Regions from separate parts of the Mus musculus genome. Here regions 1, 2, 3, 5 and 6 are each linked to region 4. A link is a contact called in public HiChIP or PLAC-seq and promoter capture Hi-C data. All regions are on one chromosome and are shown on one strand. The core of a region is the stretch at or near the end of the contact, and the rest is flanking DNA. Distances in the headings are between cores, read along the strand shown. Region 1 holds the start of Palm3 (paralemmin 3). Region 2 holds the start of Cc2d1a (coiled-coil and C2 domain containing 1A). Region 3 holds the start of Samd1 (sterile alpha motif domain containing 1). Region 4 holds the start of Nacc1 (nucleus accumbens associated 1, BEN and BTB (POZ) domain containing). Region 5 holds the start of Dcaf15 (DDB1 and CUL4 associated factor 15). Region 6 holds the start of Ddx39a (DEAD box helicase 39a).

What was found. Promoter capture Hi-C pulls out the DNA fragments that hold promoters and counts their contacts. HiChIP or PLAC-seq counts read pairs in DNA pulled down with a chosen protein or histone mark.
Region 1: a contact with region 4 is called in an H3K4me3 HiChIP or PLAC-seq map of embryonic stem cells, with 7 read pairs. The contact joins the promoter of Palm3 here to the promoter of Nacc1 in region 4. A contact is called at or near these places in 1 of 39 promoter capture datasets (embryonic stem cells), 1 of 484 Hi-C or Micro-C datasets (embryonic stem cells), 2 of 115 datasets of contacts at active chromatin or transcription factors (bone marrow-derived macrophages and embryonic stem cells) and 3 of 9 other capture datasets (adipose tissue, embryonic stem cells and liver).
Region 2: a contact with region 4 is called in a promoter capture Hi-C map of second pharyngeal arch cranial neural crest. The contact joins the promoter of Cc2d1a here to the promoter of Nacc1 in region 4. A contact is called at or near these places in 7 of 39 promoter capture datasets (the HPC-7 cell line, cranial neural crest, frontonasal cranial neural crest and 4 more) and 3 of 9 other capture datasets (adipose tissue, liver and pancreatic islet).
Region 3: a contact with region 4 is called in a promoter capture Hi-C map of embryonic stem cells, with 2.0 times the contacts expected there. The contact joins the promoter of Samd1 here to the promoter of Nacc1 in region 4. A contact is called at or near these places in 4 of 39 promoter capture datasets (cranial neural crest, embryonic stem cells and liver), 3 of 484 Hi-C or Micro-C datasets (the G1E-ER4 cell line and embryonic stem cells), 2 of 115 datasets of contacts at active chromatin or transcription factors (the SCID.adh cell line and bone marrow-derived macrophages) and 5 of 9 other capture datasets (adipose tissue, embryonic stem cells, liver and 2 more).
Region 5: an H3K27ac HiChIP or PLAC-seq map of acute myeloid leukemia shows a contact between it and region 4, with 2.5 times the contacts expected there. The contact joins the promoter of Dcaf15 here to the promoter of Nacc1 in region 4. A contact is called at or near these places in 5 of 39 promoter capture datasets (the 3T3-L1 cell line, cranial neural crest, hippocampal neurons and 2 more), 1 of 115 datasets of contacts at active chromatin or transcription factors (acute myeloid leukemia) and 2 of 9 other capture datasets (adipose tissue and liver).
Region 6: an H3K4me3 HiChIP or PLAC-seq map of bone marrow-derived macrophages shows a contact between it and region 4, with 8 times the contacts expected there. The contact joins the promoter of Ddx39a here to the promoter of Nacc1 in region 4. A contact is called at or near these places in 4 of 39 promoter capture datasets (HPC-7-derived erythroid cells, cranial neural crest, liver and 1 more), 1 of 484 Hi-C or Micro-C datasets (B cells), 1 of 115 datasets of contacts at active chromatin or transcription factors (bone marrow-derived macrophages) and 2 of 9 other capture datasets (adipose tissue and liver).

Annotation. Positions count from the first base shown.
Region 1 is chr8:84,019,948-84,024,736 of GRCm38.p6, forward strand. It overlaps Palm3 (paralemmin 3), which reads left to right and starts at 1,527. Exons shown (of 7, transcript NM_028877.1): 1 at 1,527-1,581; 2 at 4,405-4,453. The coding sequence starts at 1,541.
Region 2 is chr8:84,146,443-84,150,672 of GRCm38.p6, forward strand. Cc2d1a (coiled-coil and C2 domain containing 1A) reads right to left here and starts at 1,475. Exons shown (of 29, transcript NM_145970.2): 1 at 1,205-1,475; 2 at 1-7. The coding sequence starts at 1,264. It overlaps 4930432K21Rik (RIKEN cDNA 4930432K21 gene), which reads left to right and starts at 1,596. Exons shown (of 9, transcript NM_029045.2): 1 at 1,596-1,956; 2 at 2,396-2,443. The coding sequence starts at 2,416.
Region 3 is chr8:83,995,979-84,000,550 of GRCm38.p6, forward strand. It overlaps Samd1 (sterile alpha motif domain containing 1), which reads left to right and starts at 1,538. Exons shown (of 5, transcript NM_001081415.2): 1 at 1,538-2,587; 2 at 2,965-3,262; 3 at 3,346-3,442; 4 at 3,538-3,649; 5 at 3,739-4,437. The coding sequence starts at 1,694. The coding sequence ends at 3,897. It overlaps Prkaca (protein kinase, cAMP dependent, catalytic, alpha), which reads left to right. Exons shown (of 10, transcript NM_008854.5): 10 at 1-466. It also overlaps a transcript of 1700067K01Rik not described here.
Region 4 is chr8:84,685,067-84,689,973 of GRCm38.p6, forward strand. Nacc1 (nucleus accumbens associated 1, BEN and BTB (POZ) domain containing) reads right to left here and starts at 2,796. Exons shown (of 6, transcript NM_025788.3): 1 at 2,609-2,796. Trmt1 (tRNA methyltransferase 1) reads left to right here and starts at 4,181. Exons shown (of 17, transcript NM_001164559.1): 1 at 4,181-4,283; 2 at 4,566-4,842. The coding sequence starts at 4,586.
Region 5 is chr8:84,101,766-84,106,596 of GRCm38.p6, forward strand. It overlaps Dcaf15 (DDB1 and CUL4 associated factor 15), which reads right to left and starts at 3,032. Exons shown (of 13, transcript NM_001357322.1): 1 at 2,852-3,032; 2 at 1,191-1,288; 3 at 981-1,116; 4 at 399-505; 5 at 167-306; 6 at 1-81. The coding sequence starts at 2,983.
Region 6 is chr8:83,713,792-83,718,666 of GRCm38.p6, forward strand. It overlaps Ddx39a (DEAD box helicase 39a), which reads left to right and starts at 1,386. Exons shown (of 11, transcript NM_197982.3): 1 at 1,386-1,546.

The DNA.
Region 1 (4,789 bases), core at 277-2,776, 670 kb before region 4:
ACATTAAACAGGGCAGGGGTGTGGCTCAGTGCTGAGGACCTGCCTACCAGGTTCAACTCCAGCACACATACAAATATGTATTCATATATGCACACATATATGTCCTCTTGTCGTAGAAATATGTTTTCAGAATAATCTAGAAGCTTAAATTCAACTTCCCCCGCCCCCGTTCTAGGGATTGAATCTAGGGCCTTATGTATGCCAAGCAAGCTCTCTACCACAAAACCACATGTCCAACACCCCATTCCCCACCCACTTAGTTCTAGACAATTTATTACTAAGTTTCCTAGACTGGTTTTTAACTCACTTTGTAACCCAAGGGAGGCTTAACCTTGCCATTCTCCTACCTGAACCTTCCTGGAAGTGGGATTCCAAGTCAGGTGACCTACTTGATTCAGGTTCAATCAAACCTTCATATATATATGTATATATATTTGGCTCTGTTTTTGTTGAGACAGGGTTTTTCTGTATAGCCTTAACTGTCCTGGAACTCACTCTGTATTCCAGGCTGGCCTGGAACTCAGAAATCCACCTACCTCTGCCTCCTAAGTGCTGGGATCAAAGGCATGCGCCACCACCGCCAGGCAAATCTTTAGATTCTTAAGAGTCTGTACTAGACTGTGGAACATAGGCCATTCCAGCCCTTGAGGACAGCCCCAATCCAGTATGGTGGAGCCTGTGCTTCCAGGAGAGACACTCAACTTTACGTGCCAAAAGTGGCCCATGGAGCCCTGAAGCGGTCAGGAGAGGAGAGGCCTAGATGTGGGTAAGTTTACCACTCGGTGTGGTGGGGGAAGGGGTCCTTGCTCAGAGCAAGGTCCTCTGAAGCACCTAGCTGAGACAGACAAGGGCTGATCTCTTTCAAGACAAAGATCAAACCTGGTCTGGTTGTGGAGGTCTGTAATGACAGAGTTCAAAGGAAAGACATCCTCGGTAGTGAATTGGAGGCCATTTCCCTATCGTTTATTTCTACCCCCACCCTTAAACATTAAATAGCACAACAGGGTCTTCTGACCTGCAGGCCAATTGAAGTTATTCTCCCATTTCCCAGCGGGGCAAACTGAAGCCTTGAAACCTGAGGCAAATTGTCCACAGTGACCCACATCCTGGGCTTCTTGGTTGCCATGGTCTCCGAAAGCCGGGTCAGAGAGCTCTCCCTACAGCATGCTCCAAGGTCCTAGAAGGGAGAGCCAATGACTCTGGGCTTTTAGTAAAACTTTCCTGTGTGAGTGCCCAACGCAGGCGCGTGTTCCCCAGCGGCCGCGGGTCAGTGCTTGGCTGCTGTCCCCCACCTGCTGGAGCACCGGCGTGGCTGCGTGTATATGAACTGGGAGGCAGCCTAGCGCAGCGTGGAGGCCGGAGGCTGGTAAATAATTCATCCTGAGAAGTTGATAGCGCTCCCCAGCACTGCCCCAGCCCCAACCGGGCCGCGCCTCCCGCCCAAACCAGCTGGACCTGCTCTCCTGCTCCGCCCCACAGCCCCCTCCCATCAACCAAGGCCCAGTCTGGGGCCTTTGGCTCACACCTCTGCTGGGCAGTGATGGCTCTGCAGACCCCGGTGTTGTCTCCGGCCACACCCACGTAAGTGTCTGGGGTGGGGGCGGGAGGGCGGGGTGGAAAGGCTGGGGTAGGGGGCACCGGCCTGGCCTAAGAGCCCCAGTTGGCCTTTCTAAGGAGCCGAGGGGAGCACGAGGGGACGTGGTGGCCAAACCTGGGACCCATTCAGAGCCAAGCCTCTAGAGAGCTAGGCCTACTGCAGAGTTAGGGGACAAAGGGTGTCAGGATCCAAGAATGTGCATCCAAGTGTAATCCTGGTCACCAACCCTCTCAAGAATGCAGCGAGGAAATGCTAGAGATTCCAGGGAGAAAGGCGCGCCCCAACCTCCAAAGATTGGCAAAGTCTTAGGCAACAATGGCCACCCCTCCGCTCCTTGTCAGCAGCAACTCGATTATGGCTGAGGCACGACCTTGGAGTTAAGAGATGAGCGACGTGTGGGGAGTTCACCTTAGCTGAGGCTCTTTCAAAGTGAGAGAGGTTTGGTTCAGTCGCCAGCTTTTGCCTAGTATGGGATTATCCACCCTTAGTTAGGGAATGATGGGTAGAGGGGTTCCAAGAGATTATAGAAACTTCTAGAAAGAGGGCTTCCCTCCAGTATGGACCCCAATTCTGTCCTTTACTCTCTGTGCCCTCCATTGCATTATTCACCAAGTACAAACCTGGTTGCTTAGCAATGGGAACCCGATCCTCCCCCCCCCCAAGGAAGAGTTAGGGAGATAGCATCTTAGGAGTGGGACAGCTGAGGGGGACTTCAGCCCTCCCCCAAGGACAGAGTGATGAACAGGAGTCTAGACTTCCCTAGGGACATCTGTCAGGCAACCTTCAGCCCTTGCCCTAGTCGAAATCCCCTCCTCTAGGAGGGTCTCTGGCCTCCTATGTGTATCCAAATGAAGGTCCTTAGAGCCCCTGAACCCTGCACTGTGTGTTGCCAACACTGAGGGAGAAGTCCTTCGTGTCCTCATTCACCCTCCTGACTTCAGACAATCTCATGCTGTGTGTGTGTGTGTGTGTGTGTGTGTGTGTGAATGCATTTGTGTGTGTGTGAGTGAATGTGTAGAAGAGTGATAACTGTGAGTGTGAATGTGTGTGGGTAGATGTGTGTGTTCTGTGGATGTAACTGTGTGTATATAAGAGTGTGTGGTTGCATGTTTGTATGTCTTCTGTGAATGTGTGTGTGTACATATGAGAGGTGTGGGTGCATGCATGTGTATGTGTATGAGTGTATGTGTGTGTGTATGAAAGTGTGTGAGTACATGTGTTGTGTGTGTCCTCTGTGAGTGTGTGTGTCATCTGAGAGTGTTTGCAAAGGTGTGAAGGTATAAGTATGTGTGCACATGTTTGTGTGTGTGTGGATGTATGAGTGTTAAGAGTGTATGTGCATGCTAGAGTGTGTGCAAGGGTGTGAGAGTACAAGTGTGTGTGTATGTGTTAGTGTGGACAGAGGACAACCCTGTGTGGTTTCTGACTCTCAACTTGTTTGAGACAGGCTCTTGTTTGCTGCTGCAGAGCTGGGAGGATAGAGCCATCTTTCAGTTTGTTCTGGGCATCTGCTCATGGAGCCACCTCTCCAGTCCCTCAGACGAGTCTATTTGCTATTCCTCAGAACCTCAGTTTCCCCTCAGGAAAACAGGAACATTAGTACTGTTTGCCTTCTAGGATCACAAGGAAGATAAAATGTTTCTACAGATAGGGCATGTCTAAGCCTGACCGGCACGTGCCTTGTGGCTACTTTGGCCAGGTCTGTTCTGAGCAGGAATGTCAGATGCAAGAGTGGACTGCAGCCAGCAAATGGTGAGGGGTGGGGCCTGAGCAGAGGTGGCTTGTGGCCCAGCGGAAGCCTTGCAGGGCACTTAAAGCCCTATAAATAGCACTGTTATGCCTTCAGGGTGTGTCGGGAGGATCTGAAAGGAGACAGCTGGAACTTGGACAATGTTACTGGGATTCTTTCCCCCATGTTAGGATTTAAATTAATAAACACTTAAAGATCTCAGTGCCCACCATGTCTGGCGTGGAGAATGACAGGCAGGTAGATATCCCTTTAGAACCATTGGCAGATATGGGGTTTGCACAGCCCCACAACTGTTGCTCAGTGCTCATCATGTTATTTTGATAATACCTGTCCCCTAACTGAAGATCCAGAGTCCCCCGTTCCCCCTCCCTGGAAGCTGGGAAGCAGGGATGCTGACAGAATTCAGTTAAGACAATGGTGGAGAAATATCAGGTTAAACCTTAAACCTCAAATCACCCTTCTTGAAGCTCTAAGTCCACAACTAGGCAGGATGCCCCACTGACCTTTGTCCCCAGCAGGAAGGGGGTAGACAAGTAAAAAAGAGACAGCCCTGGAGTTACCATGGTGATGGCTTAATGGTTACTTCTCTCCCCCACATTCCTTCATACCCCACACCCTAGGGCTAAGGGCTACAGAGTAGAAGATAAGGTTCAGAGAGAATATGGACTACCCATACACCATATTTGGAGCCTGGCAGGATTTGTGAATGTTTGTGGGAGTCTGTAGAGATAGTTCTTGTAATTAAGTATAAGGTGTACTAAGTGCAGGAATTACTCAAATTGTTCTCTTGCACAATTGGGGTCAAGCTATCCCTGCCCATTTCACAGATGAGACCGAGGCTAAGAAAGACGTAAGATGGAGCTTTAGCGTCATGGACTCTCCTTTTTCTCTCTCCAGACTCTAGGTTCTTCCCTGATGGAGAGGGGAAAACAGGCAAAGCACTCGGTTCTCTCTTGGCAGCCCAGTGTTCTGAGTTAGAAAAGAGACACTTAGGAGCCTGCCTGCTGAGGGATGGGGTCCCGGGAAAACACTCTGAGCCCATGTGCTCTCCTTCCAGGGTCATGGCGGAGAGCGCCCTCTATCGGCAGCGGCTGGAGGTCATCGCTGTAAGTGTTACACTCCCAGAGCCCTGAGAATCCTCAGATGTTCTTCAGGCTTCTTTGTGGCCTGCCCCATCTGGGTAGAGAATGTTTTTACCCCATAGGACGTGAGTGTGGCTCTGTGAAGAACCGAGTTCCATCTTGTCCAGGGCACCCCTCAGGCAGCTCCCGTGTTGGTCTCTGTCACTGGCTGAACAGAAGGTGTCATTTGGCACACCCAGAAACACTGGTGGGAGACCAGTGCAACCCAAGCTCCCTACTTCTCAGATCTCTGTTTCTTTTTTTTTCTTTCTTTTTTCTTTCTTTCTTTCTTTCTTTCTTTCTTTCTTTCTTTCTTTCTTT
Region 2 (4,230 bases), core at 225-2,724, 540 kb before region 4:
GACCAAGCTACGGGAGCAACCGGGCTCCAGTTAGACCTTCCATAGACCGCTCAGGCCCAGAGACCCGTCGGGATGCTGGAACCAAATCTCTACGAGGAAGCCATTTCTTGGAGAGACCAGGAGGCTGAGGAAGACACCCTCATACAATAACGTTCTTTATGCACATGGCTCCCCAGCAGCAGAGAACGCACCAGTGTGGGACTGGAAGGTGCACTCATCATTAAAGTGCTAACCCTAACCCTAGTATGTGCAAAGCTGGGTTCCATCCCAGCATGGCAAGGAGAAAAATAAATAAATAAAAGCCACGATGACTATGACAACAGTGGGGGCAAAGTTGAAGAACTGGGTCTTTTTTATAGACCTGCCCTTCTGCTTTGGCTAGTGACCAACAAAATATGATGAGTTACATGAAATTACCCTTTCTATAGGTCCAAATTGGCCAAATCTTAGCAGTTATGCATGGCTTCACCTATTGAGTGAAGCCATTAGTCACAGAGAGCCCAAGAATCCAGCGGCCACACTCCCTCTGTTCTAGCATTTTTCCATAAATAGTCTCAGTAAGTCTTTATAACTGCCCTTTAAGGACTCTTCTAGGCTTCCATTCCACAGGTGGAAAAACTGAGGCTCCAAACTACAAATACATTCAGTCAAATGTACCTAGGTCAGGGGGAACCTGAGCACAGAGCCCTGGGATCCCTGGTTCAAAGATGGGACAAATCAAACTCCCACAGGCCCTGAATCTGGGAGTATGGCTCTGGGCCACAGTCTTGTAGGTTTTCCTGTACACCTCTGGACTGACATTTCTGTCTGGCCAGGTGCTTCATCCTTGTGACCTTGACTAGATAGATCTCTGCGCCTCCCTTATCCTTAGTGTCCTCATCTGTACAATGGGTGTAGAGTGTGGCCTGACCCAGTTAATGCAAAGGCCTGAAAAGCCGGTCTGATTGCTTTCCCTTCCCGGTTGGAAGTGCTGCAGCAACAGGTGTTCCCTGAATCTGGGGTGTGAAGCTAGAAGCTGGATGGCCCAACCCAGTAGGCCATACACCTCACCTCGGGGGCGGGGCGGAGACCAGGGTTCACCTGGTGGCGAGGATCAGGCTTTTCTGGGGGTGGGGCACTCCCCGCGAGTGTGAGGAAGGGTGGAGAGAGACTCTGAGGAAGGGTGGGCAGGTACCCCTCGGTGGGTAGAGGGGCACACACTCACCTGGCGGGCAGTGACAGCACCTCGGCCCGGGGGTGCCTGGGGTCCATTCCTCTTGTGCATCTTCCAGGCTCGAAGCCCGGACTACCAGCCCCTGCACCTTTGCCTTGCCTTGCCTCTTCACCGAAGTCGAGTCTCAGAGCTCGCGCTGTTCCTGAGCCCTGAGTCCCTCCTCCGCGCCCGGCCCCCCGGGATTCTCGAGTTTGGGCCGCCCAGCTTCCGCCTTGGCCTTCAGGAGCGCGGCGGCTGGATTCGTGGGCTCTCTAGTTAAACTACAATTCCCGGCAGTCAGAGCGTGGAGGCGCATGCGCCTAGCATAAAGTAGGGCAGAGAGAAGGCGGAGCATGCGTAAGGTGTGTAGTCGGTACTACGCGTGCGTGGGGCGTGGCCTCACGGGCGGGAAAAAGAGAGAGAGCTGCAGGTGTGAGGGCGCGGCAGTGTGACGTCTGTGGCTCCACACCGCCGCACATCGTTCTGTTAGGCTTTGTGGTGGAGTGGGTGCGGGTGTGGGTGTGGGTGTGGATGCTCCTGCTCTCCCGTCTGTGGCGCAGGTCTTCAGGAGCCGAGTCCACAGTGTCAGGCCTCAGGCCTTCCTGTCTCCCACCGCCAGTTTGCCACGCGGTCCCCGTGACTGCCTATGTGGGTATTTTCTCAGAACGTTACGCCAGTGACCTAGGCGACCTATTCCCCATCAGATCCAGGTTGACCTCGTCCCGACTAAGGACAGAGCAACTTCCATTACTGCTGTGGCCCAGGTTGGTTCTGGCTTGCCATGGGTCCCACAGTCTGAAGACATTGGCCGGAAGCCACTCCTGACGCGGGGTAGCCCTCCTAAAGTCTTGTGTGACTTTGGTGGGTCTCCAGAGACCTCTCTGAAGCTTCCAAGTACCCCATGTCCCAGATAATTAAGCTTTGGGTGTGGGTGGGGGAGAAACGTAGTTGTCTCCAACCCAGAGACTCCAGCAGATACCGTGAAGAGGACGAGATCGTTCCTTCACACAGGGAAAGGGTGTGAATGGCTACCTGGCCATGGTCCAAGGTGGCTATGACCTGTCGCCCCACCCAGTGTCCTGCTGAAGACCAGCTGACTCCCCTCATCAGGCTGCCAGATGGGCCCAGTGGAGGAGGGAGACAGGGTACAGATGGGGACATACAGTGCTGGCAACAGCTGGAGAGTTTGTTTGTTGTTTTCAGATTTCTCAGGGAAAGATAAAATGAATAAGAAGAAACAGCGGAACTCAGGTATTTGGTTTATTCAAATTGGCTTTTTATTTTATTTTTATTTTTAATTTATTTCCAGGCAGAGTTTATGTATATCCCTGGCTGTCTGTCCTAGAACTAACTCTGTAGATCAGGCCTCAAACTCAGAGACAAACCTGCCTCTGCTTCCAGAGTGCTGGGATTAAAAGTATGATTCACCACAACCTGGCCTCAAATCGGCTTTTAAAATATTTATTTGAGGTACTAGGAATGGAACATGGAGCTTCCTGCATGATAAAACACTCTACCATGAAACTACATCTCAGACCCAAGGTGACCTTTTTAAACTTTTTATGATGTTTTTGAGATGGAGGAGGGGATTCTTGCCATGTGGGCCGACTAGTTTTATGTCAGTTTGACCCAAGTCATTTGGGAAAAGGGACTCTCAATTGGGAAAATGCCTCCAAAAGATTTGCCTGTAGCCAAGAGTGTAGTGTGTTTTCTTGATTAATGATTGATGTAGGTGGGTCCAGCTCGTGGGTGTGCTGCCTGGAGGCAGGTAGTCCTAAATTACATAAGAAAGCAGTTAGCTGTGAGCAAAAGCCCGTAAACAGCATTCCTTCATATCCTTTGTGAGTTCCTGAGGTTCCTCTCCTGACTTTCTCTGGTGATGGACTATGATATAAAAGTGTAAGTGGAATAAACCCTTTCTCCCTTGACTTGCTTTTGTTCATAGTTTTATGGTTTTTATAGTTTTTATTCCAACAATAGAAATCCTAACTAAGACATCATGTAGCCCAGGCTGGCTTTGAGCTTATGATCTTCCTGTCTCAGCTTTCCAAGTGTTGGGATGATAGGCCTGCGGCACCAAGCCCAGGTGTTCTGATGCTTTGTAAATGGAATCTCAGTATGGGGCTGCAGAGGTGACTCAGTAAAGTGCTTTCCAAATAAGCATGAGGACTTGACCCCAGTGGCCAGAACTGTGTTTAAAAAGCCAGGCATGGTTGGCCCTTGTTTGTAATCCCAATGACTTGCAGGTGAACAAGTACAGCCTACTTGGCAAGTTCCAGGTCAGTGAGAGACCCCCATAAAACAAGGACGGGGCTGGGGAGATGGCTGGGTGAGTTTGGTGCTTGCTGTGTGAAAAAGAGAACTCAAGTTTGGACTCCTAACACATAAAAGCTGGGTATGGTGGTGCATGTCTGTGCCCCAGCACTAGAGATGGGAAGTGGAGACAGCTAGTCTAAACACAACAGGAACCTCCAGGTTCAGTGAGAGATCGTCTCTCAAAGACAAATAAAATTGTTTTAGAAGATACAGATGAAGAAAGATGCCTAATATTGACCTCTGACTCCACATGTTCACCTATGCTCAGGCAAGAGCACTGGCATACACATGCAGGTGAACACACACACACACACACACACACACACACACACACACTCCCCAAGGTGGAAGGCTCCTGAAGAAGGACACCAGGCATCGTGTTCTGGCCTGTACACATGTACTCCCTCCCATACGCTCTCTTGCTCAGACTGACCCTGCATTCTTCTTGGGCTCGGGTGACTCTCCTACCTTAGCTGTCTAAGTAGCTGAGACCACAATACCACCACCAAACCCGTCTCCATAGCACTTCTTTCCCCACCCCCTTACCCCTCCATAGCACTTCTTAATAGCTGCTTCTCATCAGAGCACTAATATGACAGCCTTAAGCACCTTCAAAGATAGTGAAACTTTAGTACAGGCTAGTAAGAATAATAGAAATTATGGAGAAGGCTTATCATTTAAAAAAAAAAAAAAAAGAACTTTCTAGTGTTTCCCCGAGCCTC
Region 3 (4,572 bases), core at 288-2,787, 690 kb before region 4:
CGGGTAGCCAACTGACCCTGTCAAGGAAGGAACTGGGCTTGGAATCTCGCCCTGAGCTGCTAGCCTCCCGGCCCCCCTTTCCAGTGGTCTCATGCCAATTGTCCTGTGCATCAGCCCCCTTAAGAAGCCTCCCCCATCCTGGGCGCCTCGCTTCTAGCTTAGCTGTCAGCTGTCCATCACCTCTTGCCGTGCGTCCCCACTCACTGCAACCCCAAGTCTGATTGTGCTTTTTCTCTCAATAGAAAGGTGGGGAGCTGCTGGGGAAATTACCCCATTTATCCCTGTGTTTATCCCTCTCGTAACTTCTCCCAAAAAGGAGGAGCTCTCAGGCCTGGGTGGGGGCCCCGGGTGGACGAGGGGGTCGTTCAACCTGTGTGCTTCGAAGGATGAGACTTCCTCTTGAACAGTGTGCTGTTGTAAACATATTTGAAAACTATTACCAATAAAGTTTTGTTTTAAAATAAAAGTGTCGCTGGTTTTCCCGACTTCGATCACACCCTTGGGGTGTTGGAAAGGGAATTTCGAACCTCAATGTCCAGGTTCTGGAGACCCCGGCCTCGGGACCTTGGAGAAACCAGGTTTGGCTGGAATTCCTGTACTTCCTCCGCCTGGCCAGAGAAAGGAGGGGTGGGGTGGGCAAACTGTCCTTTGACCCTGAGTTCGGGGCCCTCAAATCTGCTCCCACCCCTACTTCGGTCTAGTCCGGGACAGAGAGGGCACTGGAGAGGGCCACTCGGACCGGTTCGGCCAAACAGCAGCAGGATTAGCAGGGTAGGAGAAAAGGGGAGCCCCGCGCGCCCCCAAGCCCTCATGTAGGCGCGGCAGGGCCGCTGGTGAGGTCTCCGCGGCTTCCCAGGAGCGAGGCGCGTCCGGCCGCGGCGCGGCTAGTTCCCGGTAAGTGCGGTCCCGAGAGCGCTGAGCGCGGAGAGGCGTGGAGAGGGGGCTGGGCGCCGAGGACGTCTGGGTCCCGCGCCCAATGGCTGGAGGGCGGCCGAACGCCGCCCGCGCGCCCCGCCCGCCCCTGTCCCCTCCCCCCTGGGCTCCCCTCCCCCTCCCCCGCCCGCCGCGCTCCCCGCCCCCGCTCCGGCGCCAACTCCGCGGCGCCTCCTTAAAAAGCGCGCGGGAGTTGTAAGGGGGGGCCGGAGCGAGCCGGAGTGAGCTAGAGCGACGGGTACACGGGGCGGGCGGGGGCCCGGGCTCCACCTTAAAAGCGGGCGCGTGGGGGTGGGAGGGAGCGAGGAAGGCGGGCAGCGGGGGAGGGCGAGCAGGAAGGGGGGCCGGAGTGTCCCGGGCGCAGGGCGCGCGTGCGGCGGCGGCGGGGAGGGGCCGGCCGCGCCGCGCTCCCCTCCTCCCTCCTCGCATCCCCGGCCCCGCGCGCGCCCAGCAGAAGCGGGGCTGTTGTGTGCGTGCGTGCGAGTGAGTGAGTGTGTGCATATTTTTTTCCTCTTTTCTTTCTCTCTCACTATTTTTTTTTCTGTCTCTCTCGCGCGCTCTCCTCTCTCTCGCTTTTTTTTTTTTTTTTTTTTTTTTTTTTTTGCGAAGAAACAGCAGCGCCGCCGCCGCTCCGCCGAGGCGCTGCGCCCCCCGGGGGGAGGCGGAGGAGGCGGGCAGCGGCGGAGGGAGGGGAGCGGGGAGGGGGCGCCGCGCTGGGAGGGAGGCAGCGCGCACCGTGCAGCCGGGCCGGGCGGGAGGCATGGCGGGGCCCCCGGCCCTACCCCCGCCGGAGACGGCGGCGGCCGCCACCACGGCGGCCGCCGCCTCGTCGTCCGCCGCTTCCCCGCACTACCAAGAGTGGATTCTGGACACCATCGACTCGCTGCGCTCGCGCAAGGCGCGGCCGGACCTGGAGCGCATCTGCCGGATGGTGCGGCGGCGGCACGGCCCGGAGCCGGAGCGCACGCGCGCGGAGCTCGAGAAACTGATCCAGCAGCGCGCCGTGCTCCGGGTCAGCTACAAGGGGAGCATCTCGTACCGCAACGCGGCGCGCGTCCAGCCGCCCCGCCGCGGAGCCACCCCACCCGCCCCGCCGCGCGTCCCCCGCGGGGGCCCCGCCGCGCCGCCGCCCACGCCCGCCCCGCCGCCCGCGCCCGTCGCCGCCCCGACCCGGGCGCCCCGCGCGGCCGCCGCCACAGCGCCCCCTTCTCCCGGCCCCGCGCAGCCGGGTCCCCGGGCGCAGCGGGCCGCGCCCCTGGCCGCGCCGCCACCAGCGCCCGCCGCGCCCCCGGCCGCGGCGCCCCCAGCCGGCCCGCGCCGTGCACCGCCGCCCGCCGTCGCCGCCCGGGAGCCGCCGGCGCCGCCACAGCAGCAGCAGCCGCCACCGCCGCAGCCACAGCCGCCGCCGGAGGGGGGCGCGGCGCGGGCGGGCGGCCCGGCGCGGCCCGTGAGCCTGCGGGAAGTCGTGCGCTACCTCGGGGGCAGTGGCGGCGCCAGCGGCCGCCTCACTCGCGGCCGCGTGCAGGGGCTGCTGGAAGAGGAAGCGGCGCGAGGCCGTCTGGAGCGCACCCGCCTGGGAGCGCTCGCGCTACCCCGCGGAGACAGGCCGGGACGGGCGCCGCCGGCCGCTAGCGCACGCGCGGCGCGGAGCAAGGTGAGCGCACCGGGCAGGTGCGGGCGAAGTTGGCGGGGACCAGAGTCCCGGGAGGGAGCGGGACGTCAGGTGGCCGGGATTCGCCCACGGTCCCCGTGGACTCCGAACGCGGTGGTCTTGGTCAGTGATCTGATCTGCGGGAGCCTCAGTTTCCTCGGCTGTAAACGTGGATTGCTGACAGTAGCGACCCCTGGGGGTAGTTGAACGAGTTTAGTAAGACTTGGCTATTGAGGGCTTTATTAACCCAGAACCTGGCACGGAAACGACAGCACAGCGTAAAAGTTACTCCGTGTTGTTGTCAAAGGTGGCGTCGGACACTGGATTTCATCTGGGACTAGAAGAGCTCTAACTCTGCCTGCTTCTTTCTCTGGCCCCAGAGAGGTGGAGAAGAACGGGTGTTTGAGAAAGAAGAGGAAGATGAGGATGAAGACGAGGAGGAGGAGGAGGAGGACAATGTATCTGAGGGCTCAGAAGTGCCCGAGAGTGACCGCCCCGCAGGTGCTCAGCACCATCAGATTAATGGAGAGCGGGGCCCTCAGAGTGCTAAGGAGAGGGTCAAGGAGTGGTCGCCCTGTGGACCCTACCAGGGCCAGGATGAAGGACGGGGACCAGCACCTGGCAGCTGCACACGGCAGGTGTTCCCGATGACAGCTGTGAATAAAGAAGGGGGATCAGGTAAGGCCCCCTCTGGATTGGGGCAGTGCTGAGCAGGGAGCTGTGATCCCTAGCCTGACTGCCCTCTGCTTTTCCTTTCCCAGCTTGTGTTGGAGCAGCTCCAGATTCTCCATCTCCGGTGCCTTTGCCTCCAGGAAAACCAGCTCTACCTGGGGCTGATGGGACACCTTTTGGCTGTCCGTAAGTTGAGGCATTGGGAGCGTTGGGGGTTAGCACCTGGGTGTTAGGCAATCAGAGCTGTGTCAAGGTCACTGTTGCTCTCCATTCTGATGCAGTCCCGGGCGCAAGGAGAAGCCGACAGACCCAGTGGAGTGGACAGTCATGGATGTGGTGGAATACTTCACTGAGGCGGGCTTCCCAGAGCAGGCCACTGCTTTTCAAGAGCAGGTGAGTTCCCAGCCTGGGCCTACAGGTGTGTGTACGCACAGAGGGCCTCACGGGTGTTCACTGACCCTGCCCGTTTCTGTCCTGCCCAGGAAATTGATGGCAAGTCTTTGTTGCTCATGCAACGGACAGATGTGCTCACTGGCCTATCCATTCGCCTGGGCCCAGCCCTGAAGATCTACGAGCACCACATCAAGGTGCTTCAGCAAGGCCACTTTGAGGATGATGATCCTGATGGCCTTCTAGGCTGAGCACCCAGCCATGTCCCCACCCCAACCAGTCCAGACTGCACCCAGGGCGGCTCCATAGTCCAGGAGCTGGGCATGGGTACACTCAACCTTCCTAACAGACTCCAGGGAGGGGGTGCCCTTCTCCATTCTCCCCCTTTTCTCACACCCCTGACCTTAGTTCACCCCTCTCCACAGCAGTGGAGTATGGGGTTGGAGGACTTGGTTGGCTCATTTACCTGGGGTCACCCTTTCTCCCCAGACCAGGACATTTTTGAAAAACAAAAAAACGGGAGCTTCCTGTGGCCCCAAACCCCTCTTCAGTTCAGCCAGATGTATCTTATATGTGTTTTGTTCTGCCTATTCATCCTGGTGGTGGTTTTTTCCTCGTCCCACCACCCCCGTGTCCTCCCCCTTGACCCCCAGCCTCTGGGGAACAGGTGAGGTAAGGGACCTTGGGTCCTCTTGTCCTTCCCTTTCTGTCTGTCTACTATTGTACCACCTGGCTGTATTGCTTTTTAATATTGCACCGAAGGTTTTTTAAATAAAACTTTAAAAAAAAAAGTTCATTTTCTGTATGGAGGAAGAAGGTGCTAAAAGCCTCCTTGAAGAGTTTAACATTAAGACAGTAATGTGGTGAGGCAGAATAGCTACGGCTTCCCTCAGCCCACTACTCAATGGGCTCACCAAGTATACAGA
Region 4 (4,907 bases), core at 1,546-4,045:
GGGCTTGCCTAAGGTCCTCACTGAAGAGCAGATATGACCAGTGCACCTTCTGTTCTAGTTGCATGTGGAGGGGCCACCTGGCCATTTCTGCCTTCATACTGCAGGGCCAACTCCCACCAGTTTTGCATTCCAGCTGTAACTAGTTGACACCATCTGTCCTGGATACCTGACTCATTAAGGCCTAGGAACAGCCAGCCAGTCTATGCCCCAGCAGTTCCCCTTGGTCCACATCGGTCTCTGTGCATCAACAGCTAAAGCAAAGTTGCAGCAGCAGCAGCCAGTGGTGAGAATAAAGGTAATTCTAAAGATGCTGAGGTGATATCAGCCCAACTAACAGAGACAACTGAGAGGCAAGAGGGGGGTTTTCCTGGAGAGCTGCAGCAGCAGAGAAAACAATCTGAAAGCACCAAGTTCTGTAACACAGGCTGCTGGACCAGTCCTCAGCTCCCCTCCCCCATCAAGAGACCAGGCTGGAGGGCATGGCCCAGAAGATGGTGGAGTTCTGGAAACTCCAAGGATAAGAGGGAAAATGGAGACTCAAGAAAATCATCAATAAACCCAGTACTGCCTGATACCAGCAACCCAGAAGTTTGTAGCTGACTCTGGTGCTGAGGATGTCCAGTCAAAGTCACCAAGACAGTGTGTGGTCCTCATTCCTATACAATCCCCGCACTGGGCTGATGGGCAAGAGGGCTATAGTTTAAGACTAGTTAGGCTATAATAAGTTCAAGGTCAGCCTGAGCTAGAGTAACATCAACCAAAAAAACAACACTAAAACAAAAACTTTACCCTTCCAAAACAAGGAACACACTGTTAACCTTGCAATTAGTCTAGAGTTGGAGCAGTGTGCTAAGAAACCAAAGTAAGGCGCACAAAGTCCAGGCAAAGCAAAATCTCACTCCCAAACCACTACCACCCTCTTCTACAACCACTTCCTGCAGCAGAACCAGCACTTTCATGAGCCCCGTGCCCCTGACTCCCAGATGCGGGATGGGAGAGAAGGTATGAGCAGGATGAAGAAGCCCACACACAGTTCCTTGGAACTACTGCAAGGGGATTGACTGAGCCGGTCTAGAGAGCCCAGGAAAGGCCAGGTCCAAGAAGACTCCAACAGGGAATTGGAACAGCAGGAATTTCTCTGCTGATACCCAAGGAGGGCGAACTTGACTTAATAGGCATAGGCCACAGTCTAGTCATATGACCAGGGACAAGCCCCGCCCCGAACCCCAGCTTCTTTCTCTGAAAAGAGAAAGCCAAAGACCCAGCGGTGGCGAGTAATCAATGAACTAGCTGGTTCCACGCTTAGCATACAACCTGCCCTAGAAGGGGCACCAAGGAGGGAGGGAAGGCCCTGGGACCAGGAGCCCTCCTTCTCCCTCCCCCAGGCACAAGTCAGGATGTGTAGGTACCTGTTTTGTCTCAAAGACACAACAGAGCTTCAGGCAGTCACCATCCCAGGAGGCGACAGAATATTTTATCTCCCAGGAGGAGACAGAATTCAGGCCCAGGCAGCAGGTTGGGCCTGGAAAGCTAGGGCGTATTGCAACGCTGTGAGGGCTCATCTTCTAGACTGGAGCCCCCAGGTTCCGGCGCCAGAAGGCTGAGAACGATTTCAGGACTCTAGAATAATCAGGTAATGTCTGCTGGGCTGCCTCCATAGTGGGTGGGGTAGGGCGGTGGGTTGAGTAGGGGCCATACACACCGAAAACAAGATGTTTGAACTAGGTATCCGGTGCAGCCCACGCTAACTCCCATCCAGCCGCTGGCCTGTCCTTGTTAGCAGTTGGCCAAGGTGTCAGAGAAGAGGCGTGGGAAAGAGGAACCCCCCCCCCCCGGTTCTGACCCTAAGCAAACATACGGAGATGTGTGTGTGTGGGGGGGGCAGATCCCTTAGCTCACACCAGGTTTTCCTAACCTGCTCCCCACATCCTAAACCATAGGCCCTGGGCCGCCTGCAAACTCCCAACACGCCCAGCCTTACCTGATGCCCTCCCGTCGGAGTTTACCCGCACATCTCTAGTCTCTGACCTCGTGCGACCCCCTGCAAATATCTTAGGGCTCTCTCCAATCCGCCCCCACTCGAGCAAGCTCCGCCCACCCCCCCCCAAGTCTAACTTCCCGGGCTTTTCCTCACCTCCCCCCAAGGCCTGTAACCTGACCCGCCCACCCCCTTCCCCAGCGCCCTCTACCTGCAAGCTCCGGCCCTCCCGCACCCCTCCAGGCCTTTTCCCTCGGGCGGCGCAGCCCTCCGCCCTCCCACCCCCCGCCAGCCCGAGGCCTCCCCTCCCCCCTCCAGCCTCGCCTGCCGGCTCCACGCGATTACCCCCTCCGGCCCTGAGACTTCAAGGATCCCGCGACCCGCGCCTCCCCCGAGCGGCCTTCAAGCCCTGCGGGCCGGGCCCGCGGGCTGGACGCTGTAGGCCGCCAGCTGAGATTCGGCCATCTCACTCTTGCCCTCCCGCCGCTGTCAGCGCCGCGGGCTCGGCTTCTGGTTCGCAGCAGGGCGCCCGGAGGCCTCGCCTCTCGGCCCTCCGCCGGAACCTCTGATGTCCTCGGGCCGCCCCGGGCGGGAGGAGGCCGGAATTGGGCCTGGGGCGGGCCATCTCACCTGCGCTGTGGCCGCGCTCCGGGGCCTCCCGGCGGGCTCCGCAGCGGCAGCTGGGGCCGGGCCTGGGCCCGGGGCGCGCCTCCCTGCGCCTCGGCCTCGGCCTCCGCCTCTGCGGCCTCCGCGGCCTCCGCCTCAGCAGCAGTGGTAGCCGCGGCGGCCATTCATTGTGGGCCAGGCCGCCCCAGCCGAGCGCCGAGGAAGCGCACGGCGCTGCCGGCAGGGAGGAAAACTGCCTCGGCCCCGCCCCTTAGGCAAGCTTAGCCGCGCTTCGAGCGCTTCGGTTCTCACCAGCTCCTCTTTCCTCCCGGGTCTCGGTTCTGTAGACGGGCTAAGTTGAGTGACTGCGGGACAGGTTGCTCTGTATCTTGGAGCTTCAGTTTCTTGTAAAATGAGAACAACTGTTGTTCCAGGAACAGTTTAGGCTCTTTGTGGAAATGAGGTTTCATGGAGCTGAGCTGAGTAAACTATCAAGATCACAGGAAAGTGAATACGAAGATTTAAACTTAGGTTCAAGAGGTTAATAAAGTGAAAACTCAGGATGCTTATGCGATGTGAAGTTCTGTTAGCATTTTGCACTAACTCAGATAATTATACGTCTTATAACTAATGTTAGAGAGGCCTGACTACTTTTTGGATGGGTAGCAGAGTCAAGAACAGAAGAGTGCGGACTGGATTAAGAGTGTCTACTGGCCGGGCAATGGTGGCACACACCTTTAATCCCAGCACTTGGAAGGCAGAGGCAGGATTTCTGAGTTCGAGGCCAGCCTGGTCTACAGAGTGAGTTCCAGGACAGCCAGGGCTACACAGAGAAACCCTGTCTCAAAAAAATTAAGAGTGTGTACTGCTCTTGTTGAATAGAGTTCAGTTCCCAGCAGTCATGTCAGATGGCTACAGTTCTAGAAACTATCACCTTTTTGCTCTTTGAGGACTTACACACAACTGCACACATACACAAAAATAACAAAAAAATAAAATTTTGAAACAAAATAAGTACCGTTGGGCCTGGTAGAAATGCCTGAAATCTCACCATATGAGAGACTGAGGCAGGAAACTCTAATCTGCCCTGGGCTATATAACTCCAGGACAACCTGGATTAAGAGTGCCCTCTACCCCCAATTAACAGATAACATATAGCAAGGCAAGCTAAGATAACTCTCACATCCCGGATCTCCATATTTTCCTGATGCATACATTAGGCCAACACTCAGTCTGAGTGGCTCCTTTGCACACTTCCCAGGCATTCGGTTATTTAATCTTTGCCCTTGACAGCTAAGATTCCTATTTAACAGGTAAGGGAAATAGGAGCCTTACATTTTAATTAACTTGCCCAGAGTACGTGGTGGGACTGAGATTCAAAGACAGTGAATACTATTCTAGAGCCTGAGTTAACCTACAAGGTGCACACAGAAGACATCTAAAGGTGCAGAGTGCCTCCGCTTTTTGCCCTGAATTAAACTAGTGAAACTCCCTTGTAGAAGAGTTGTATTATTAAGAATCACTGGTGTAGTGTAGCCTGCGCACTTCCTTCCCTAGAAGAGTCTTGACCCTGGTCGCCCACTGTAGGTAATGTCTCTAATTGGTCAGTTATTGTCATGTGATTGGCCCGCCCTCTTTGCCAACATGGCGGCTCCCAGGCCCTAATGCGAGAAGCATGCACCGTGACTCGTTGGATCCTGTGAGCGGAAGGGAGACGCTTGTCCGGGTGGGTGGGTGGGTGGGTGGGTGTGTGGGTGTGGTGGGAAACCTGAGCCGAAGAGAGAAGTTTGTCCGGGTGTGTGTGTTGGGAAATCTGAGCCGCGGGCCTTAGCCTCTGTTGGGTCCAGTGCCCTCGAGAACGCAGGATGTTATGGAGGCCACCGGATTTTAGTTTCTACTTTATAGATATAGAGGCCACCCCCGCCCCAGAATGCAGCTCTCTGACCTCCCTATGCCTTTTCCCTTCTCTCGAAAACGGCAGGCGGGTTGAGGCGCCCGCGGATGTCCCTCGCGAGGACGATCCTGTGGCTAAGCCGTCCTCTCCGTCCGGCCCACAGCCTCTGTAGAGCTCAGTTCATGGAACGGAAGGCCCAGAAGCCTCCCTCTCCACCAGCGATGGAGAACGGCACCCGGTCCTGGGAAGAGCGCCCACCCGCGGACCCGGTTGCGACTGTCACTGAGGGCGCCGCCAAAATCGTCTTTCCCAGTGCTAACGAGGTTTTCTATAACCCGGTGCAGGAATTCAACCGGGACCTGACGTGAGCAAGGGTCGCGGGTTAGCTTGGCCAAGGGGAGTTGGTCAGTTAGGTAGAGGTTGTACGAG
Region 5 (4,831 bases), core at 1,782-4,281, 580 kb before region 4:
GGAAGGTGGGGAAGGGGTACACCACCTGGTATTTGGTGTGCAGCATGAAGCCATGCCGCAGGCACTGTGCGCTTGGGTCCCCTGCAGCAAGACACATTACAGCTCACTTCATGTCCTGGCAGTGGGCCAGCAGCCACGTCTCCCTCTAGGGCCCCTGGTGCCTCACCTGGGTGGGCACGACTGGCATCCTGGCAGGCAGCACAACGGCCCCGAGGTGGCACAGCCACAGTGCTGATGTAGATGTCACGATGGTTCTCATCGCTCATCATCATCATGTTCATGAGCATCCCGTTGGCCGAGCGGGTGCTAGGGGTAGCACACCCTCAGCCTCGGGCCCATGAAGGGGCTGCGAGCCCACCCTGCCGGCCCCACGCCACCCTGCCTGCCCCTAGTCTCACTTGAAACCAAACACGATGACCTTGGAAGCGTCGCTAGGCCACTCACACACAGTCAGGTACAGGTCACTGTAGATCTCCTCGTCCTGGAAGAGCCGCACCTGCCGGACCTAAGCGGCATGCTCCATCAGTGCGAGCCTAAGGAAGGGCTACACCAGAAGCACACTAGCTAGAAAAGAGCTCCCATTGCAAGTGGTCCAGACACTCTCTGGCCTGAGCCAGAGAGAGCCCTGCAAGCTGGAGGGACCCTGACTGAATACATTACCTCTATGCCCATGGGAACAGAAACTGAAGTCGCCCTACCAAGAGGCAGGGCTCCAGGAGGAATGCTAAAGCCACTGTGACAACCTGTGTGAATCTAAGAAATCTGCCTGCATCCTGGCCCAGGCCAAGGCTATCAGATGGGCTATATGTGATACCTAAGCCAAACGAAATCACCAGTTTGACCTAAAAATTCAGCAACTCTCCAAGGGTCGCCCCACTGGTACAGCACTGCCATTTACACACAGGACACAGGCTGACTGATACAGGAGCAGCTGAGGCCTGCTGTCTGAAGGGTCAGCCCAGTGCAGGGCCTAGTCCTACCAGCTTGAGCTTGCTGTGGACGTTGAACTCCCACCAGTAGAGGTGATATATGTAGAAGGAGAAGTCGTCATCCCCACTGCTGCTGGTGTAGGAGAGGACATAGCGGCCACACTTGGAAAATCCCAGGAAGATATGGCTGTGGGCAGAATGGGCAGATGAGGACACGCCCACAGCCCGACCTGCCACCACCCAGCCTAGCTTCAGCCTCACCCTGCATAGAGAAAATCCTCATCTACGATGTTCTTGAGGGACACGCAGACCCTGGGGGGCAGCTTCCGGAAAAGACGAGGTGAGAGCTGCCCACTGATCTGGGGAAGAGACAGCCAGGGCTCTTTAGCCAAGCAGCCTCCCAGCCTCCTTCCCAGAGGCCGAGGCTTCCCCAGGCCCACTGCTGGGGCAGATGGAGACACCAAAGCCAAGTGACCTTACAAAGCACCCCACCCCCACCAAGGACCCAGGTTACATCCCAGCCGTAGCCCCGTTTGGATCCAGAGTCCTCCCAGCCCTAGCCCTACGTCTCCCTGTGGAAGGATCCCTCACTGGGACAACTGACTCCTTCCTGAAAACTGACGCATGAGACTAGGATGTGGGGCCATGCATTTATCTGCCTGCTCCCAATTAGCCCACAAGGGGACCCATCTCTCTCTTGATAATGTAGTTACTGTGCAGACTACAACTCACAGTAGAGGCGAGGACAGCTTGCAGGAGTCTCTATGTCCTCTCACTGCGTGGCTCCTGGGGATCTCACACATTATTAGGTTTGGTGGCAAGAGCCTATACCTATAGAGCCTCCGAACCAAAAGCTCCCAGTATTCCCAATGCTCCAATCCATTATTAAGAAAACCCCTTTCTTAATTAACTGCCAATCAACTGTCACACCCTAAAACATCACCAAGGAAGGATCTGAGGAAACAGGCATAAAGCTGACCACTGGGGAGCTATTCTGGCCCGCCTTCAAAAGATAGCCATCTAGTGGGAAAGAAGGCCTGGCACCTTGCCCCTAGTTCATCTCGACCCATGAAGGGAATGGCTTTGTCAGACAAGCCTTCCTGAGAGGATATAACCCTTGCCCAGGGAGTGTCTAGGCTAAGGGCAGAGCCACAGCCTTGCTTAGGGAGCACCAGGAAAAAGCACAGTTCGCCCTTACCCAGTTCCCAACTTCCTGTGCACATAGACAATCTTGCTCCACAGCTGCCCACCTAACATTATTCACATCCCTGTCCTTTCAGGTGTCCTCTGACAAGGGAGACAGAGCCCTAAGTGGCTTCCACTTTGAGAAGACCTGGCCCTACTCTGGAAACATTCCTCCATTCAATGAGTGAGGCAGACCTAGGTACAAGCACTAGATATAGAGATGGTCAGAGCTTGGACAGACAGGGAGCATCCAACAGAGGCTGCCCATTGTCGGTAGCAGGGGCTCTTCAGGGGTTTGGGGGGGTAGCTCCAACAAGGGGCAGTGCTTTGAAAAATCGGTCTAAACCAAGGTCTCCCCTTCCTCCAGATTCCTCGGACAGCTTCTACAGTAACCCGCCCATCAGCCTCCATCCCCGGTCTTTCCTCCATGATTCTCCCCGGCCTCCGCCACCCAAGCCCCTTCCTTCTTCACTGATCTCGCCTAGCAGCCTTCATTCAAGGCCCCCTGCAGGTGACCCGCCTCACTGGCTGCACACAAGTCACCAACCTTCGCCAGCCCAGCCCGCGCCTCAGCACCAGCCTCCACACCGCCAAACCCATCCCCATCCCCACCGCCCGGCCCGCCCAGCCCCCTCCCGGCCCCGCCCCCCACCTCGCCGCGCCGCCCTCCCTCCGCCGCCTCCCGCGTCCCCTCCTCCTCACAACCGGGCGCGCTCGCCTCAGACGCCAGGCCTCACCTTGACTCGCTCCAGCTGCTTGAGAACGTGTTCCCGCCGCCGCCCCACCGCCCGCTTCCCCCCGGTCCCCCCAGGGCCTCCGCCGGCGCTCCCGGCCCCGCTGTTCCGCTCCGATTTCGAGCTGGGCGCCATTTTCACCCCCTCCCTCCACTTCCGGAGCAACCGGTCCCTTAGCCCCGCCCCTGGCACTTTCTGATTGGCCTTTTCTCCTTACTGCGGCCGGCCGGTTGGGTGACAGCCGGCATTCCTTGTCGCTTCCCGCTACGCTTGTCCATCAAAGCTATCTTGGTTTTTGGTTGGTAAAGATGGTAACAGCTCCCGCCTTATTCCCGCCCTTCATTAAAGATAAACCACTCAGAAACCACTTTGGCGCTCCTCGGCCAAAAAACTTCAACTGAATAGGCGAAGATTTCTGTCAGGCTTGACATTGTCACGCCCCTGAGTGGGTTTCCGTGGAAACCACTGGCCGTCCAGCGGCCTGTGGGCGGGGCTATGGGAACCTGTGGTCCATAAGGGCCAGAATCTCCAGCCCTGGCTCTGGCTCAGGCTGGGAGGGCCGAGGCCTGAGGAGCATCCCTGGGCAGCTAGGGAGGAGACCAGGAAAAGGCGGTGGGGAAAAAAATGGCTCGTTTTAAAACATCTTCCAGGCCGGGCGTGATGGTTCACGCCTTTCCAGCACTTACGAGGCAGAGGCAAGTGGATCTCTTTGAGTTTGAGGCCAGCCTGAGTGAGTTCTAGGATAGCCAGGGCTACACAGAGAGACTCTTGTCTCAGAAAAACAAACAAAGAAACAAAACAAAGCATCTTCCGGACGACGATGACGATGATAGCATCAGACAGATATCATGCTGTTTTTAAAAAAATTAATTTCCATGGGTCAGGCGTGGTTCTGAGTTTGCACCTCCTGTGGAAGGCCTGTTAAGCCTATCATACTAATTAATAATGGTAATAAATATTACGGGACATGACAGCTTCATGCACCAGTTTTGCCTACATTCACTCAATCTCTGCAATGGTCCTTTATTTTACACGTGGAACAGGCATAAAGTGAACTCCCCTGAAGACATGGCACTTGTGTACCCAGACTGCTGGCTGCTCTTTTTACAGCCACATTCGGTTTATTGAGAACCCAGCTAACAGGACAGGTCATAAACAAGGAAATGAGTACCTGTCCTTGAATTCCAGGTATGGGTAGAAAGGCAGTTGGATGCAAAGTAGCTTTGTGAAGCGGGGGAGGAGGAATATTCCAGCAAAGACAAAGGTTTCTGGAGAGGTTCAAGACTAACCTGCCATGATGTATGGATTAGTGATGGGGACACTGCTGAGAGACTTACTAGGTGATCTCTTCTTTATGCAAAGACTGGAGGGCTCACTAGCAGCCCCCCTCCCCCCAGCATGAGGAGAAAATATGACCATGCATGTGCAGACCCAGCCTCAGCTGAATCATAGACTAGTGGACCCAGAGCAGGAGGGAAAGGAAGAGCAAGGAGGCAGTGTGTGTGTGTGTGTGTGTGTGTGTGTGTGTGTGTGTGTGTGTGTGTGTGTTTGTGTGTATGTGTGTGCGCGCGCACAGTGTACAGATGAGATTTTGCCCATGAAAGTGTATGAAAAGACAAGAGGTCAAAAATGGTCTTCTCACTCTCCACCTTAATTTAGGGATGAGTTGTTTGTTTGGTTGGTTGGTTGGTTTTGGTTTTGGTTTTGGTTTTGGTTTTGGTTTCTTAGGGCCTCACTGTATAGCCTTGGCTGACCTGGAGCTTGCTATGTAGACCAGGCTGGCCTCAAACTCAGAGGAAACCACTGCCTCCTGAGTCTTTCACTGAGCCTGGAGTTTGTGATTTCTGTTAAGAAGCAAGATCCACCCAAGGCTGCTGTAGTGGGGAAGGAAACTTTAAGGAGAAACCTGTTTTACTGCCCCTCCTCATCTTCAGAACTTCTACTACAGACACTCCTTCCTCTAGGAGGAGGGGCTTACTTGCT
Region 6 (4,875 bases), core at 136-2,635, 970 kb before region 4:
GTTTTGAAACAGAGTCTCTCTTTGTAGCCCTGGCTATCCTGGACTTTACTGTATAGACAAGGCTGGCCTTGGACTCAAAGAATTCTGCCTGCCTCTAACTATCCTATGTAGACCAGGCTAGTTGAAAGCAGAGTTCTCTGCTTCTAGAGAACTGGGACTAAAGTTCTGTGCCACTCTGACTGGTTTTTGTTTGTTTGTTTGTTTGTTTGTTTGTTTTGTTTTGTTTTGTTTTGAGAGAGAGAGAGAGAGAGAGAGAGAGAGAGAGAGAGAGAGAGAGAGAAAGAATTATGTTTGTGGAAAGAAAGGATGAGTGTAGACAGCATTAACATCTAGAGTTTATTTATCTGGCAGGTAGCCTCTCAGTACCATGATCTAGACAATGTAGATTGTGTTTCAGGCTGGGGATTTTATAGCTAAGGATGGGGAAGGGAGAAGAAGGTTTCATAGGGGCAGAATGGGGGTTAGCTGTTTTCCTTAGACAAGGTCTTTTTCTATCACCAGATATCTGGGGTCAGGCAGCTGCTTTTCTTCTGCAATCCCCAAAGAGCTGGCTTTCTGGAACTATGAGCTCAGTTTACGGCCTGGGATTTTTGTTTTGGTGGTGGTACAATGTAGGGGTAAGAAAAACAAGGGCTGGAGAGATGGCTCAGCGGTTAAGAACGCTGACTGTTCTTTCACAGGTCCTGAGTTCAAATCCCAGCAACCACATCATGACTCAACCATCTGTAATGAGATCTGACGCCCTCTTCTGGTGCTGTCTGAACAGCTACAGTGTACTAAGATGTAATAATAAATAAATCTTGCCAGGCCTGGTGGTGTACGCCTTTAATCCCAGCACTTGGGAGGCAGAGGCAGACGGATTTCTGAGTTCGAGGCCAGCCTGGTCTACAGAGTGAGTTCCAGGACAGCTAGGGCTTCACAGAGAAACCCTGTCTCGAAAACCAAAAATAAATAAATCTTTTTAAAAAGGGGGGCTGGGCGTGGTGGTGGACGCTTTTAATCACAGCACTCACACCTTCAATCACATGGAGGAAGAGGCAGGCAGATCTCTTGAGGACAGCCTGGTCACAGATGGAGTTGTTCCATGACAGCAGGGCTACCCAGAGAAACCCTGTCTCGAAATGATACAACCAAACAAAAGAGTCAGGGCTTCTAAGCTAGGCAGGCAAGGACACTTTAAAAAGCTGGGGCACATACACGCGCAATTAACGTGCGGATGCCAGCTAAAAGTGGCAGTATCCACTGTGGCCCTTAACTCATCTCACGTGACTGGGCGGGAACCGCCGCTTAGCCCACTCCCCCTTTGGACACGCCTACTTTACGACTGCCCAATGAACCTGAGTCTAGGTACGCCCAATAGCCGGTCGACAGCGTCCTTATAAACCAACCATCATCCTTTCCTCTGTTGAGTGATAAGCCAGCTATCCAGTGAGCGAGACTCGAGTTGGGCTCCAGGCAGGAAGCACTGTAGCGCGCGTCCAGGGTCGCGGCGTAGAACCGGACGGGTGGCTCTCTTTGCAGCTCGCGGAGGCGAACCGGGCGGCAGGTAAGTGGCGGGTCCCGAGGCCGGGGCCGCGGTGCGGGGCTGTGGGTTCGCCGAAAGGGAAGCTGCGGGGCGCGGTGCAGCGGGAGGAGTGGGCGCACAGCAGCGGGACGGTTAGGCACCTCGAGCCGGCGGCCGTTGGGCTCCATTGAGCATGCGCCAGGGGCGGGCCAGCCGTTAGTAGGTCGGCTTCCGGGGACGGTGATGGGAATGGCGGCTCTCGGAGGCCCCATGTGTACCGTGGTGGGATTGAGGGACCGGGCGGATCCACACTGCGTTTTCGGTCACGGCGAGAGGACTCAGGCTATCTGGGCAGACGTCCCGAGTCTGCAGTCACCGGCTTCCCGTCTTGTTCCGCCGCTCGCCCAGGAGATTCTTCTCCAGACTCTGATGCGGAAGGCCAGTGTCGCGCCTCTTAGGAACGTGGCCATTCACTCGGCGTCGCTTTCCCGGTGTGAGGCCGGTTCAGCCCGTTGCCTCTGGTCTGCCTGGACCTATAGTTGAAACTTTAGGTCTGTGACAGTCTGGGTTCACTTGTTTCATTTTCCTGGTTGAAGCAAGGCCTGACGTATTGGGGGTGGGGGGCCATACGCTCCGAGTTGCGCCTCAACTAGTTCCCGGAACCTTTTGTGTGCCTAGATTCTTGAGACAGGATCTCTTTACATAATCCTGGTCGTCCTTGAACTCTCTCTCTGAAGACCAGGTCGGGCTCGAACTCACTGAGGTCCACTTGGCTCAGTCCCCGGAGGTCTGGTATTAAAGGCGTGTCCCACTAAGCCCGGCTTCACATTTATCCTTTCACCAGCACAATAAATGTTTTTAAAGCAGTACTGCCTAAAGACAGAGTACACATATGAGAGGCCAGAAGATAGGTTCTCCTGAAATCGAGGTTGTTCTTGAAGTTTTTTATTTAGGTGTAAATATTTGAATGACTACCTGTGTGCAGGTGCTCTAGGAGGCCGGAAGTACTGACCCTGGAGTTAGAAGGATGTAAACTGAGAAACCTAACTCAGGTCGTGTGAAAGCATCATTAATTCTTAAGCCACATTGGCCACCTTGCCTAGCCAGTCTTAGAACTTAAAAGTTTTTTGGTTGTTGTTGAAACAAGATCTCACTGTGTAGCCCAGGCTAGCCTGGAACTAGAGATCTGTCTGTCCCTGTCTCAGGCATTTTTTAGAATTCATTTTTAATATATTCTAGCATTTGGGAAGTGGAGGCAGGAGGATCTGGAATTCGAGGCTAGTCTGGGCTACACACAAGTTTGAGGGCCTGCATGAGACTCAGTTTCAAATAGAAATAGGTACATCTTGGTCATTCAGGTGTTTGAACCCAGAGATGTGTGATTCTTTTCTCCCCAGGACTGGCTTTGAGCTCTTTGGTGACTCATCTTCTCGACTTCAGTACCCCACCCAGCTAATTCCCTTTCAGTGAATTAGTTTCTCCCTGCTGTTGCTCTTATCTTCCACTCCATCTTGAGCAAATTCTTACTGAATCACTCAACTCCAAGCCTAGTTAGCAACTGAAGTACACAACACAGGCCCTGGGCCTGCTCAGCTCTCCTCTCCTAGCTGTCTCTGCTTTAAACCTTTGCTGGGGTCTAGTGCTTTAAGGACTGATACCTAAGCATTTTCACTTGTGTATGTGTAGGGGTGTGTGGATGTGGGGGACTCGTACAGCACAGTGACAGCCAGGTGTGATGTAGCTGGAGTAGGCTCCCTCTGCCTGCTGTGGGAGTTGTGTAGCATAGGGATCAGTGGACACTGAGGAGGCTGTTGGTGTGATCCAGACAAAACAATGTAACCCAAAAATGACACCCGTGATATTCTTACATGCTGTGGCATCAGCACAATCAACTTGAATATGCTTCACCACCTTTCAAAAAGAAAACCTCTGGATGGGTTAGAGAGATGGCTGATTGATTAAGAGCACATGTTCTTTCATTCTTTCAGAGCACTGGGGTTCAATTCACATGATCTTATATTTGGCTATAAAAAGGAATTCAGCATTTATTCCCATTCTGGGTGGGTGTTGAGAATGGTAGAGTGAAGGAATCAAAGTAAAAGGCCAGGTGATGCTGTCTGAACCTATTTATAGAAAATGCCCAGAAAAGGCTAGTCTGCAGACGCTTCTTGGCAGAGTAACTGTCTGGGAGTTAGGCAGGCGATGGTTGTGGGCAGCAGGCTACTTTGTGGTTTGGGGGATGGAGTTCAGGGTTTTCTCACATGCTAGGCATTTATTGGTGAGCCACACCCCAGGCCCAGGGGTTTTTTAAATTTACTGATTTTGTTTTATAGAAGTGTTTTGTCTGAATGCATTTATATTCAGAGTGCATGTTTGGTCGGAAGGTCAGAAGAGGACATTGGGTCTCTTTGGAACCGGGGTTATAGACAGTTGTCGACCTTCATGTGGATGTTGGGAATTGAACCTGTGCTCTGAAAGAAAGATCATGTGATCATGTACTTTTAATCAATTAGCCATTTCTCTAGTTCATCCAGAAGGTTGGGTTTTTTTGGTTTTTGGTTTTTGGTTTTTTTTTTTTTTTTTTTTTTTTTGGTTTTGGTTTTGGTTTTTCAAGACAGGGTTTCTCTCTGTAGACCAGGCTGGCCTCGAACCTAGAAATCTGCCAGCCTCTGCCTCCCAAGTCCTGGGATTTAAAGGAGTGCACTACCACTGCCTGGTGTTAGAGCTGATTGTGTGAGCATGTTTGTGGCTCCTGAATTGTGTGCTTTGGTTGGTGAATTGTATATCATATGATTGTTTCAGTAAAGCTGTTCCAATTTTAAAGAAACAAACAAAAGGTCACTTCACCTTGGGACCAACCTTTGTGAGAAGTGGCTAGGTGGGCCTAACTGGATTTGGTAAGTGGAATTTACTGGATAAGATTTCTTGGTCAGTCAAGACTGCCCCTGAGAATGGCATAAATATTTTTGAGATGGGGGAATGTAGGTAGCCCTTGGGGTGAATCACAAAGCTTTGCTGTAGACCGCCTGAATTAAACTTGTAAGGATATGGGAAAGCAGCTGGTAACGGCTGTGGAGTGGAAAAGGTATATGGCTGTAGACAAAGTTGGGGAGAGTCAACATAGAAATGGCTGAATATCATTGGATAAAGTCATGGAGAATGAACAAGAGGGCTAGAAGTGGGTCCTAGTATGTTAGCATCCTACCTCAGGAAGATGGAACTATTTTTGCAGGCTAGGGAAGATGAGAGACAGGCCTGGCTGGTGTGTGCCTTGTACTTGGTGTATAAGGGATTAATAAAGTGTGTGTGGGGGGGGGGGTGAGCTCGTCTCCTGAGAATTCCATTTAGCATCTTAACTGGCTGGCTTGCTG